2 separate regions of the Mus musculus genome follow, and region 1 is linked to region 2. The links are chromatin contacts, called in public HiChIP or PLAC-seq maps. All regions are on one chromosome and are shown on one strand. The core of a region is the stretch at or near the end of the contact, and the rest is flanking DNA. Distances in the headings are between cores, read along the strand shown.

Region 1 (5,377 bases), core at 2,153-4,652, 33 kb before region 2:
GGGACAGTTCATATCCAGACCACCAAACGGTTTCAGCTCCAGTGGAACAAACTCTGCTGCAAAGAAGCCACTTCACCCACTCACACTCAAGCCCTGTGCTGACCAACAGCAAAATTCGTGCTATCCACCAGCTGTCACCTGGTTTTCCCTAGGGACTGTTTGAGGTAAAGAAACAGCCACCTGCTTTACCCCCCCCCATGCCTCCCCTCCCCCATCCAGGACCTGTAGTATGCTGGGATACTTGTCTTATGCTATTCTAAAGTTCTTGGCAGTCCTAACAGATGATGGGGTGAGGGAAGTGACTACAGGATGAAGAATCAGGAAAGCTATTTCCTTTTTGACCTGCTGCAGCTCATTTCCCCTTTCAGAACCTTCGTTTCTGCATCTGTGAAAAGAGGAAGATGGCCTAAGGCGGTGGCTCTCAAGCTGGGGGCTGTGTACTTCCTGAAAATCTGTAGAGGTGTACGAGGTGATGCAGGAGTCTCCTGGGCAGTGCAGAGCCTTCATGGACATCTCACAGAGGTTCTTTTATGGTCAAAGTGTGTCTCCAAAACTAAGCTATGAAAGCTCTAGCTTCTAATGTGGAGACAGAGCTTTTAGAAAAGTAATTTACGAGGGCAGAGACCTGCTCCAAATATGACTGGCATAAGTAGAAATAGCAGGTTGCACTGAGTGGTACACAAGTGCAATCCCAGCACTTAGAAGGTGGCACCAAGAGGATCCAGGGTTCAAGAACAGTTTCTTGGGGTTGGGGGAAGGAGATAACCATCCATAATCCAAGAAGTGGGCCTTCACCAGGACCCAAATTTGCTTGATCATTGTCAGAAAATTAATGTCTGTTGTTTAAGTCACCCAGCCTGTGGTAATTTATTATGGCATCCCAACAAATTAATATACTCCCTGTAACTCAAAAAGATTCAGAGCTGTTGAGCCTGCTGGGCTCCAGAAATCACGGGCATCCACGTTTTACTGCAGTACAGCCCCAGATATTTTTCAGACTCCTTGAGCTTTTAGCTTTTCTCTTCCATCACTATGATCACACTGTGTATACAAATCTGTTTTCTTTCTTCTGCTCAGAATTGTGCAACATATTTAGTGTTGTGACTGTACCTTCTGGTACAGTCATGTGTTGCTTTGTGACCAGGATCCATTGTGAGGCATGTGTGATTAGGCAATTTGGACATTGTGCAATTATTAAAGCAAACACCTCCACAAACTAGGAGAGCTACAGCATCGTTAGGCATTGTACTCTAATGGGAACAGTGTCATACAGGAAGTCCATTGTTGACCAAAACACAGTTATGTAGCACGTGTCTGTACTTACATAACAGAATCTGATGCTACCATGTGCTAGCTGTATGCCAGCAAGTAAGCACATGTTTATGCCTTGTGTATAAAAATCAGGATAATTAATATGAAAATAAAAGAGCTGCCAAAGCAAACCTATGCTATATTAGCAATCCAGGAAGTGTCATAATACCTGACCTAATATACTATAGACAAGCTGGTGATATCGCTCGGTGGGAAGTGTTTGCCTAGAATGCAGGAAGACAGGGTTTGATCCCCAGTACTAAGTGAAGCAGGCATAGTGGCTCATACTTGTTTTTTTTTTTTTTTAAAGTGGATTTAAATGCACTTTATTTTTAGACAACCCACATGACATGGTTTTTTTCCTTAAAAAAACAATGCCACCACTCCAAATAAATCACGGTCAAAAAAAAAAAGCTCAAGATGACATCAGTCCCATTTGTCCTAAGTCCTGGTGTTGTATGGATGGTAAGCAGCAGCCAATTATGGTGACAGGTGATAGATCCAATTTGTTAACATTTCTCCATCTCTAAGCCATCCTTAAAGAAAATCATGAATGGAGTCACACCATCTTCACGGTAGTCCAGGAGAGCAACCATACCATCTGGATGGTTTCATGTTTTCACCAATAAAAAACTGGTAGTTCTTGAAATTAGCAAGGATGTGCTTAATCTGCTCTGCAGCTCCAGTCATAAAAGGCTTTACTCTTTCTGGGTTCTGCTCTTCAAGTTTGCCTTTGAGTGATTTCATGTAGTCTTTGATGTACTTTTTGTAGGCCTCTTTTGTGAAGCTGGTTTCTTGTAAGTGATGGTTCATGACAATGTCAACACCGGTGACTACTGTACTTTCAATACCTTCGCCCTCCGGACCTTCAGCGGAAGCATTTCCACCGATGAGCGAGTCATCGATGGCACCCTCTGTTCTACTGACCATCTTGCCCTCCACCTCCAGGCACAGCCCGTCCGCGATCTCCCGGATCTTGTAGATGTCGGAGAACAGCTCGTCATGGCTGATGAGGTCCCGGTAGACGATCATGGTGACAGTTGGGGACTGCGGCGCTAGCCTGACAGTGCGGAAGCGTGGCTCATACTTGTTATCCAGCACTCAGTGAGTAGAGACAGAAGGATCAGAAGTTCAAGGGCATCCTCAGCTACATTGTATATTGGAGGCCAGTAAGGGATGCATCAAGCAGATCCTATTTTTAAAAGTGTGTGTGTGTGTGTGTGCGCGTGTGCGAGCGCATACATGCACTCTACAGGGCCTGGTGTGGTGACACACACCTATAATCCCAGCACTTGGGAGTGGAGGCAGAAGGATCGATTCAGGGCCAGCTTCAGTTACCTAGTGAGTTTGTAGCCAGCCTGGGCTATTTGATACATTGACATGCTTCTGCACCGCATAAGAAACAACAAAATAAACAGCCTACAAATAGAGGAAAAATATTTTCCAGATACTTACCTGGAAGACAATTTATATCATTATTATTAAGACTAATAATTTTTTTAAAGCCAGTTCTGATGGCGCAAGCCTGTAATCCCAGCTACATAGGGGGCTAAGCAGGAAAATTGGTCAGTATACACATGAAAAATGTTTGTAACCCTGCCGTTGGGGAAGTTCAAATCAAAGCTGCAGGCAGCATGGCATGGGGATACAGACAGTTGGTAGAGCTCTTGTCTGGCACGCTTGAGTCCCTGGGTTCAAAATCTAAAACCAAAACAAAAGTACACTGAACTGGGTTAATGGCCCACACCTGTAATCTCCAGACATGGAGGCTGAGACAGCAGGAGGGGTTTTTTTTTTCTTATGTACAGAAGGAAGTGGGTAAAGGACAGAAAAGTCGAAGGGAAAATGCTAGAGCAGGAGAAAAGGATAGAAACAGGAAAAGGGTGGGGAAGGAAGCCAACAGTAAGTGAAGTGAATGTGATTCGGTTGTCAGGCTTGGAGGTGGGTTCCTTTAACTTGCTGAGCAATTTTGCTGGCCTAAAAAAATAATAATAGAAAAAAATCGTGGTGACGCATGTCTTAATCCCAGCACTCAAGGGGTGGAGGCAAGAGAATCATTTGAAGTACAAGGCCGTTTGAAGTACGTAGCAAATAGACCCTTTTTCAAAACCACAAAAAGAAAAAAAGACGTGAGCAGGCATTAAGTAGGTCGAGAAGTCATAGAGACCATGCTTTGAAGTTAAAGGAAAGATGAGTCAACCATAGAATATTTTCCTGAGTGGAGAGCTGAGGATGAAGGAGCTCTGAGTGTATTCAGCACTGCAGAGAAGAAGATGGTGGGAAAAGTACCCAAGACAAAAGATGAATGGTCTCTGAAGCAAGCCTGGAGCAGGAACTGGGGGTAGGAGCTGGGGTGACAGTCATTGAGAAAGGGAAAAGATGACTCCTTGGCCACAGCAGGAGGCTCAGGAGAGAGGCAGATGGCTTCTCTGATAATAAAGGTGACCTATAGGAGGAAACTACTTTTTCTCCTACAAATTTGCAAGGCATGGCAGAAGGGGGCTCTCCAGGCCTCCTGGAGAGCATGCAGAGAAAGGCATGTAGGAATGCCAGGTGACCCAGAGCACCTTGACAAAGCTGGCCTGGGATACTGACTTGGCAGAGACGGGGTGGAGACAAGATGGTCTGGGGGAACAAGGATGGCTTGAACTGAAACAGAGGACAGGGTGAATTTGGTGGACTGAAGAGAAGTGAATGAACTAGCTGGGGTTAAGCTCAGAAAAGAGGGTTTCCACATACAAAATCTTGAAATTGAAACTATGGTTGAGTAGAGGTGGTACCACCCTGGAGTCAATTAAAGGTGTATGGTGAAAGACAGTCAAAATGGAAGTTACTGAAAAAGTTAGGAAGCAGTTAGGTTTCCTATGATCCCCATTGCATACCTTGGAAACAAGATGGTGTAAGTAGCCAAATGTCACAAAGCTAGGAACTGCTGGACTTGAAATTTGAGCCCAGATCTGTGCATTAAATATCCCGTTGACAGTGTCACAGAAGGAACATGGTGCTGTTACCAGTGGTTAGGGTGTAAGACTAGATGTTCCCAGGTTCTTGTCCTCTTATCAAAAAAAAAACCGCCTTAAAATAAGGTTTCATACACATATGCAAAAGAATCAGATAGCTTTATTATAGAGAGATGTTCTGTCAAGTCTGACTGTGGGCCACATGACTGAGAATATTCAGTGGCACCAATTATTGTTTGCTATATCCTTTTATGGAGCTCAAGAGAAAGAGGTGGTTACTAAACGGGGGTGTTTTGGGTGGTTCTCTATTATAATTGATAGATTACAACATAATTCATTTTTCATGTTGTACATGTCCTTGCCCATTATATGTCTGATTTTAATAATATGTATGCCACTTGTATATAGACATAACATAGTAAATAGTATACTCCCTCCAAAATGACACTTGAAAACCATACTTCTTACCAGTTCAGGCCAGATCAGCCCTTCTGTTCCTGTACCTAACTACAACAGGAATACACCTGAGCAGAAACTAAATCTGATTGTTACTAGGAGTGGAGAAATCTGTATTATTGTTCAGAGACCAGATGTGTGTAGGAAGATGCAGGTGGTGCGAGAGGATGCTGCTGTTGCTAGGTGCCCTGTTTGGAGAGGAGTGTGTGAAGAAGCTCTTGGGTTTGCCTGCCTCTGTGTTTTGCTATCTGTGAGGAAAGTAACAGGGACAGGGTAAAAGGACTACAAGCAGAGAGGACAGTGCCCTGAAGGGAATTAAACATGAAATTAGTTTAAATTTACATTGGCAAGGATATGAGTTAAGTTCCTAAATTAGGGACTCAATTTTTAAATATTTGTTTGTTTATGGTTTTTTTTTCAAGACAGGGTTTCTCTGTGTAGCCCCAGCTGTCCTGGAACTCACTCTGTAGACCAGGCTGGCCTCGAACTCAGAAATCCAGCTGCCTTTGCCTCTGAGTGCTAGGATTAAAGGTGAAATTTACCGCTGCCTGACACGGGACTTAATTTTTTTTAATGCAAGATCTTGCTATGTAGCCCAGGCTGGCCTCAAACCTGTTGGCCTCTTATTTCTGTTTCTAGATTACTCAAAT
Region 2 (5,656 bases), core at 2,518-5,017:
CCTGACCCACTCAGTCCCTCGGCCCTAGCACACTTTGAAAGGGTTGACTCCCCGAAGGCTGAGAAGCCATATTATGGGCAGAGGGAAGGACCACACTCCACCCAATATCCTGTGCCTCGGTCTCCCCGTCCCTGGGTCTTCTTGTAACTTGAGTGCTCCTTCCCTTGGGAAATCTGGGGCCAAGGGGAGAAAGCCTCAAGACTTAGGAGTGTGGAAGGAAGATGCCCAGAGATGAGACACCTCATTTCATGACTCAGTCTTGTCTAGGCAGACTTTTAAGGCAGCCTGGGGCTGACAACTGAGTTAGGGAGCTTTTGGAAACATGACTAGGGAGGCTATTGTGTGGCTGTGAAGCAGAGGCTGGGAGAGAGAAGGAAATGACCCCTGTTCCTGATGAGGGGGCCCTCCTTCCTGTGAGGGTCTGGGCACAAAGGTGTCTATCTCCCAGCCTCCTGTCTCCCCAAACCACAGCTCAGAGGTGTGAAAGAATGAAAAACAACAGGGGGAGGGGAGGCAGAGAAGAGCCAGGTGCACATTTCACACCTTGACCACTGATGAGGCCCCAGGCAGCTTCACTCTGACTAACTTCCTCCTCAGCCCTCTCTGCTGCAGAGCAGGGAGGGCCCAGAGACCAGAACACAGGCTGTGAGCTTTTGGCTAGGTAGTTGCCTCTGACCTTGTCTTGGGATGAAAAAGAACCAAATTAGAAGGCCAGGTGAGGGGTTGGCTCAGCTCTGTGACCCAGGAACCTTCCAAGGTATCTCAACTGCAAACAGCAGCTGAAGCCCAGCACTGCAATTTTGAGACTTGGGAGTTGGGTTGGTCCCAGAAGAGGAGGAGCAAGCCACTAACTGGGCACCCATCTTTGCCACAGACTTGCCACGCATATGGTGCACAGTCCATAAAGCAGTCCCATCAAATGCATGCTATCCTTTAGAGCCACTCTTCAGATAAGGAAACTGAAGCAGAGAGATGAGATGCTTGCCCAGGGTCAATAGCTGGACAGCCAAGGAATTTAGCTAGAACTGGCAGAGCCTGCTCTATCAATTGAGGCCAGAGACCAACCACTTTCATGGAGGACTAGCCCACTGGCCCTGGCCACAGCCACACTTACAGGTCCCATAAGCCACTACTCTCTATCATGGGCTCTCTTGGCATGGAAAGTTCTAGGTAGTCCTGGTTCTGGGGTCTGCATTTACTTACTTCCGGCCCTCGGCTGCACCTGTGCGAAGCCCTTGGCCCCCGTGCTAGATGCTTAAGCCTATGGTTATCTAGGTTAATCTTAGAGCAACTCTGCTGAGGGAACTGCCTGCTTATGGTTCTGATCTGTCCAAGATCTCAGAGGGCTCGTAGGGTGGAACTAGGCCTGGAGTCCAGACAAGGTCGGTGCTCTGCCACCCCCAAGACAGATATACAAGTCACTCAAGCAAACCAAGAGAGCCACCTGGTCTATCGGGGCCTAATGCTAACATCTGGCTGCCAGGCCTCAGAAAGGAAGGCTTCTCTACACATGACCTTCAGTCCAGCATCCCTCCCTGCAACCTGGGAAGGTAAAGATCAATGAGGACAAATGGGGAGACTAAGGGCCAGGAAGGAGATTAGGGGACCCTAGACCTTTACACTTCATATAGATCAGTAATGTTTCAGCAGCCACTGGGAAGAGGCACACTGAGGGGCTGGCTTCTGCCACCATGAGGCATTTCTAAAATGACCATCTGTTTTCACTACCTTTTCTTTCATAAAGCAAAAGTTCCCTTTAAAGCCAAAAAATGGGATGCGGGACACAATGGCAGACTGCATCCTTGAACATGAACAAGTGTGGGCATAGCCTTTACAGTTATTTTTCTCATTTGCATAAGTCACAGACAGGCATGGGGAAACTGTGGTCCTTGTGGGCACTAAAGCAATTTTGTCGTGTTTTCCAGGCTTCTGTCATCTCTGTCTCTATAGTCAGTCAAGTGCCAAGTCATCTACATCCTGACTGGCGGGCCCTCAGGAATCCTTAGTCCCCTCCATACACACAGCTCCTGACCTCGTCTAAGACCTCGGGTCCTTTTCACCTGAGCCCTGCAGGTGGTGGTTGTTTCAGAGAAGTGTCCCACCTGTCCATAGGAAGAGACGAGCGCTAAGTTTGGGCAGGAGCATGCCATCTCAATAAAGTTGGACTGAATTAGTGGAGGAGCAGTTTGTTTGAAAACTGAGCATCAGCACGATGTGGTGGCTCATAACTGTAATCTCAGTTCTCCAGAGGCTATGGCAAGAGGAGCATGAACTCAAAGCTAGCCTGGGCTATATAGCAAGTTCTTGTTTCAAAAAGAAAATTGCATTTAGGATAAACACGATGGCCCACAACTTTAATCCCAGCAGCCAGGAGGCAGGCCCCTGAGCTTGAGGCCAGTCTGTGGAGTTCTAGTCCAGCCAGTGTCACATAGTAAGAGCCTGAAAAAAAAAAGTTATCCAGTCCCGACTTCCACTACCCAGCACTGATGCATGCATACTGTAGCCTAGTATGGCACTTTCTACATGTGCATGGGTAGTACCAAAGTACATACAATAGTCTGTTACTTGCCTCTTCTACCACATGGGCATAAGCTCCTCTGCATTCAGCCTCATGAAAAATATGTGGCTCTCCACTTGTGTTTAGCTGGATGAATACATCAGTTTGTCTATTTACAAGAGAGTGGACTGCCCCACCCTCCTGCCACATGCTGTTCACAATGGTGCACTCCAATCATCCCGGCTCTCGGCTCTCGTGAGGCTGAGCCAGGAAGGTCACTGAGAGTTCAAAGCCAGGTTGGGCTACAGAATGAGGCTATCTCAGAAAGAACCCAAACCCAATTTTAAGAGTGCTGGCGTCCTTTTCAGACCACCGACTTTGAGATGGGTCTGTAAAAGCAGGCACCACCCTGGGACAGACCAGCACACAGTCTAGGTGTGATTCAGAAGCAGTCCGTGCACCTGGTAACAGGGCTGCCCTCTACTTCCCCACTGTGTGGCTTCAGACCTTTCCTCAAAGAACCTTCCCCCAGACAGCCACCCCAGACCCTTCCCTGGGTCCCAGGTTTTTTGCTTTCTCACCAGATGGAACTCCAACATTCCTGATAGCCTGTTGCCCTATCAGCTGCACTGCTTGTCTGCGCCACACATGCCCACCTGCCGATCACTGAGGTATCAAGCATTTCCCAGCCCCTGAGCGTGCTCCTGAATAGTTCCATCTGATCTGGACATTAAATGGACATTCCAGATGACTTTGGGCTCATTATAATCCCATCGTGATTTCATTCATATATATATATATATATATATATATATATATACATCAATGCCAGGTCTGATTCAACCATGCCCAAATGAGAAAAGACAAGAGGTGGCAGGCATCTCTTGGAAATGTCCTCCCTACTCATGCAGTTATGATAGCAGTAGCCACACCACAGCCCACTCTAACACAGTCCCAGTGAGACTCCAATCCCAGTACTTGCTAAGGAGAAGGTCCCTTCAGTTGAGCTTCCCTCCTGCAGTCACTGCCATCAGATCACACTTCCTGCCTGCTCCTAGACTCACTTAGTTGTTTATGAATGATATTGAGTAAGACAAGAACTGCAGGCTTTGTAACAGTCCCAAGTTCCTGGCTAGCCCCTTCTAAGTGTATTCACCTGACCACAGGCGTGGCAGAAAAGACAGAAAAGCCCTCTGCGGAGGGCTGGTATAGATTACCCTTTGGAAGAGGCTGTGCTGAGCCGTGAAATCTTCACTTCCTCTGTTCACTGCAAGTTCCCAACCACAAGTGCCAAAGGCAGAGAAGCAGGCAGCACGAGACCTGACCCCAGCAGCCACAGCCGGAGCACCAGCCAAGCCATGTACCTTGAGGTAAGTTCTGCTGCCCAGCTCAGCTACAATACAGCGGCCAAGTGGCCGAGCTCGGATACCAGGGACAAGCGTGGGCTGGCCCACAGCCAAGAGGCACCAGCGGGCTGAGTGAGCAGCATCGAATGCAGAGGTTCTGATAATAAGAGCATTGGTGGATTGGGAAACCCAGCCTGGCCACTAACCACAGGCCTGTCTCCTGCCTCTGTGGCTTGGATGCCTCATCTGAAAATGTCAAGCTGTAGAAACTCAACTTCGGTGATCTCTAGTTCTCAGATAGTTTGGGATAAGGTGTAGAGCTGAAGTGGAAGTGGTATGCCCCCATTGTCTGAGCTACTTGGGAGGCAGAGGCAGAAAGCTCATCTGAGCCCAAGAGTTTGAAATCAGCCTGGCCATCTTGGGAAGACCAATTAGGGCTTGGGTGGGAAGCTCAGTGGGTACCCACTGCCTCTGGGTAGGGGAAGAGAGGCATGTACGGTGTGTGTAGGGGTGCACAGTGGTTTGTAGAAAATCCTTATGTGAGACCAGGAAGTCAGGGTCACCAGATAAGGGCTGAGGAGGGAAAAGGAGGGCCAGGGACTAGAAGATAGAGTAAGGAAGCACCTGGGGAGGCCAGTGGTTGATCCAGGCAGGGGTGGCCATAGCAGCAAGGCTGACAAATCACCAAGCGTAAAGAGGAAGGGAAAGAATGGAAGGCTCCAGACCCTGGAAGGAAGTTCCTCTTCCGGCAGAGAATCCCTGTCCTGGATGATAATCCAGAAAGGGTCTGGGGGGGGGGGGGCCGGGGGGTTACCAGCCTTTGAAAAGGGGGGGTCACCTTCCCAGTCTGAGTAGATGGAGTTAAGGAGATGTGGTCCCCGGAGAGAAAGAGTCAGCTCAGGGTCTGGCTATTGCTAAGGGAAACAAACACTCACCAGAATAAATGACAGGGCACAAAGGGGCAAAGCCAGTTGCTGGGTCTTTACAGAGAATGGCCTCCCTTCCCTCTCTCCCCCTTCCTCGGGCAGGTTAGTGAACGTCAAGTGCTAGATGCCTCGGACTTTGCCTTTCTTCTGGAAAACAGCACCTCTCCCTACGATTATGGGGAAAACGAGAGCGACTTCTCTGACTCCCCGCCCTGCCCACAGGATTTCAGCCTGAACTTTGACAGAACCTTCCTGCCAGCCCTCTACAGCCTCCTCTTCTTGCTGGGGCTGCTAGGCAATGGGGCGGTGGCTGCTGTGCTACTGAGTCAGCGCACTGCCCTGAGCAGCACGGACACCTTCCTGCTCCACCTGGCTGTAGCCGATGTTCTGCTGGTGTTAACTCTTCCATTGTGGGCAGTGGATGCTGCTGTCCAGTGGGTTTTCGGCCCTGGCCTCTGCAAAGTGGCAGGCGCCTTGTTCAACATCAACTTCTATGCAGGGGCCTTCCTGCTGGCTTGTATAAGCTTCGACAGATATCTGAGCATAGTGCACGCCACCCAGATCTACCGCAGGGACCCCCGGGTACGTGTAGCCCTCACCTGCATAGTTGTATGGGGTCTCTGTCTGCTCTTTGCCCTCCCAGATTTCATCTACCTATCAGCCAACTACGATCAGCGCCTCAATGCCACCCATTGCCAGTACAACTTCCCACAGGTGGGTCGCACTGCTCTGCGTGTACTGCAGCTAGTGGCTGGTTTCCTGCTGCCCCTTCTGGTCATGGCCTACTGCTATGCCCATATCCTAGCTGTTCTGCTGGTCTCCAGAGGCCAGAGGCGTTTTCGAGCTATGAGGCTAGTGGTAGTGGTGGTGGCAGCCTTTGCTGTCTG

The links. HiChIP or PLAC-seq counts read pairs in DNA pulled down with a chosen protein or histone mark.
Region 1: a contact with region 2 is called in a BATF HiChIP or PLAC-seq map of CD8 T cells, with 27 read pairs. The contact joins the enhancer-like site here to the promoter of Cxcr3 in region 2. A contact is called at or near these places in 8 of 39 promoter capture datasets (the C10 cell line, cranial neural crest, embryonic stem cells and 4 more), 1 of 15 datasets of contacts at CTCF or cohesin (CD8 T cells), 47 of 484 Hi-C or Micro-C datasets (the 63-12 cell line, B cells, the C10 cell line and 31 more), 8 of 115 datasets of contacts at active chromatin or transcription factors (CD8 T cells, the HPC-7 cell line, T-cell acute lymphoblastic leukemia and 4 more) and 3 of 9 other capture datasets (adipose tissue, liver and macrophages).

The regions. Positions count from the first base shown.
Region 1 is chrX:101,765,501-101,770,877 of GRCm38.p6, reverse strand. It overlaps the pseudogene Tpt1-ps6. Among named protein-coding and RNA genes, the nearest start is that of Gm4779, 26 kb to the left of the region's middle. Within about 2 kb of position 3,402, at least 24 of the 459 cell types and tissues checked have an H3K27ac peak or open chromatin away from gene starts, as enhancers often do. A contact at or near this core is called in the 63-12 cell line, CD8 T cells, CD8 central memory T cells and 7 more, where this site is marked.
Region 2 is chrX:101,732,258-101,737,913 of GRCm38.p6, reverse strand. Cxcr3 (chemokine (C-X-C motif) receptor 3) reads left to right here and starts at 3,767. Exons shown (of 2, transcript NM_009910.3): 1 at 3,767-3,867; 2 at 4,872-5,656. The coding sequence starts at 3,856.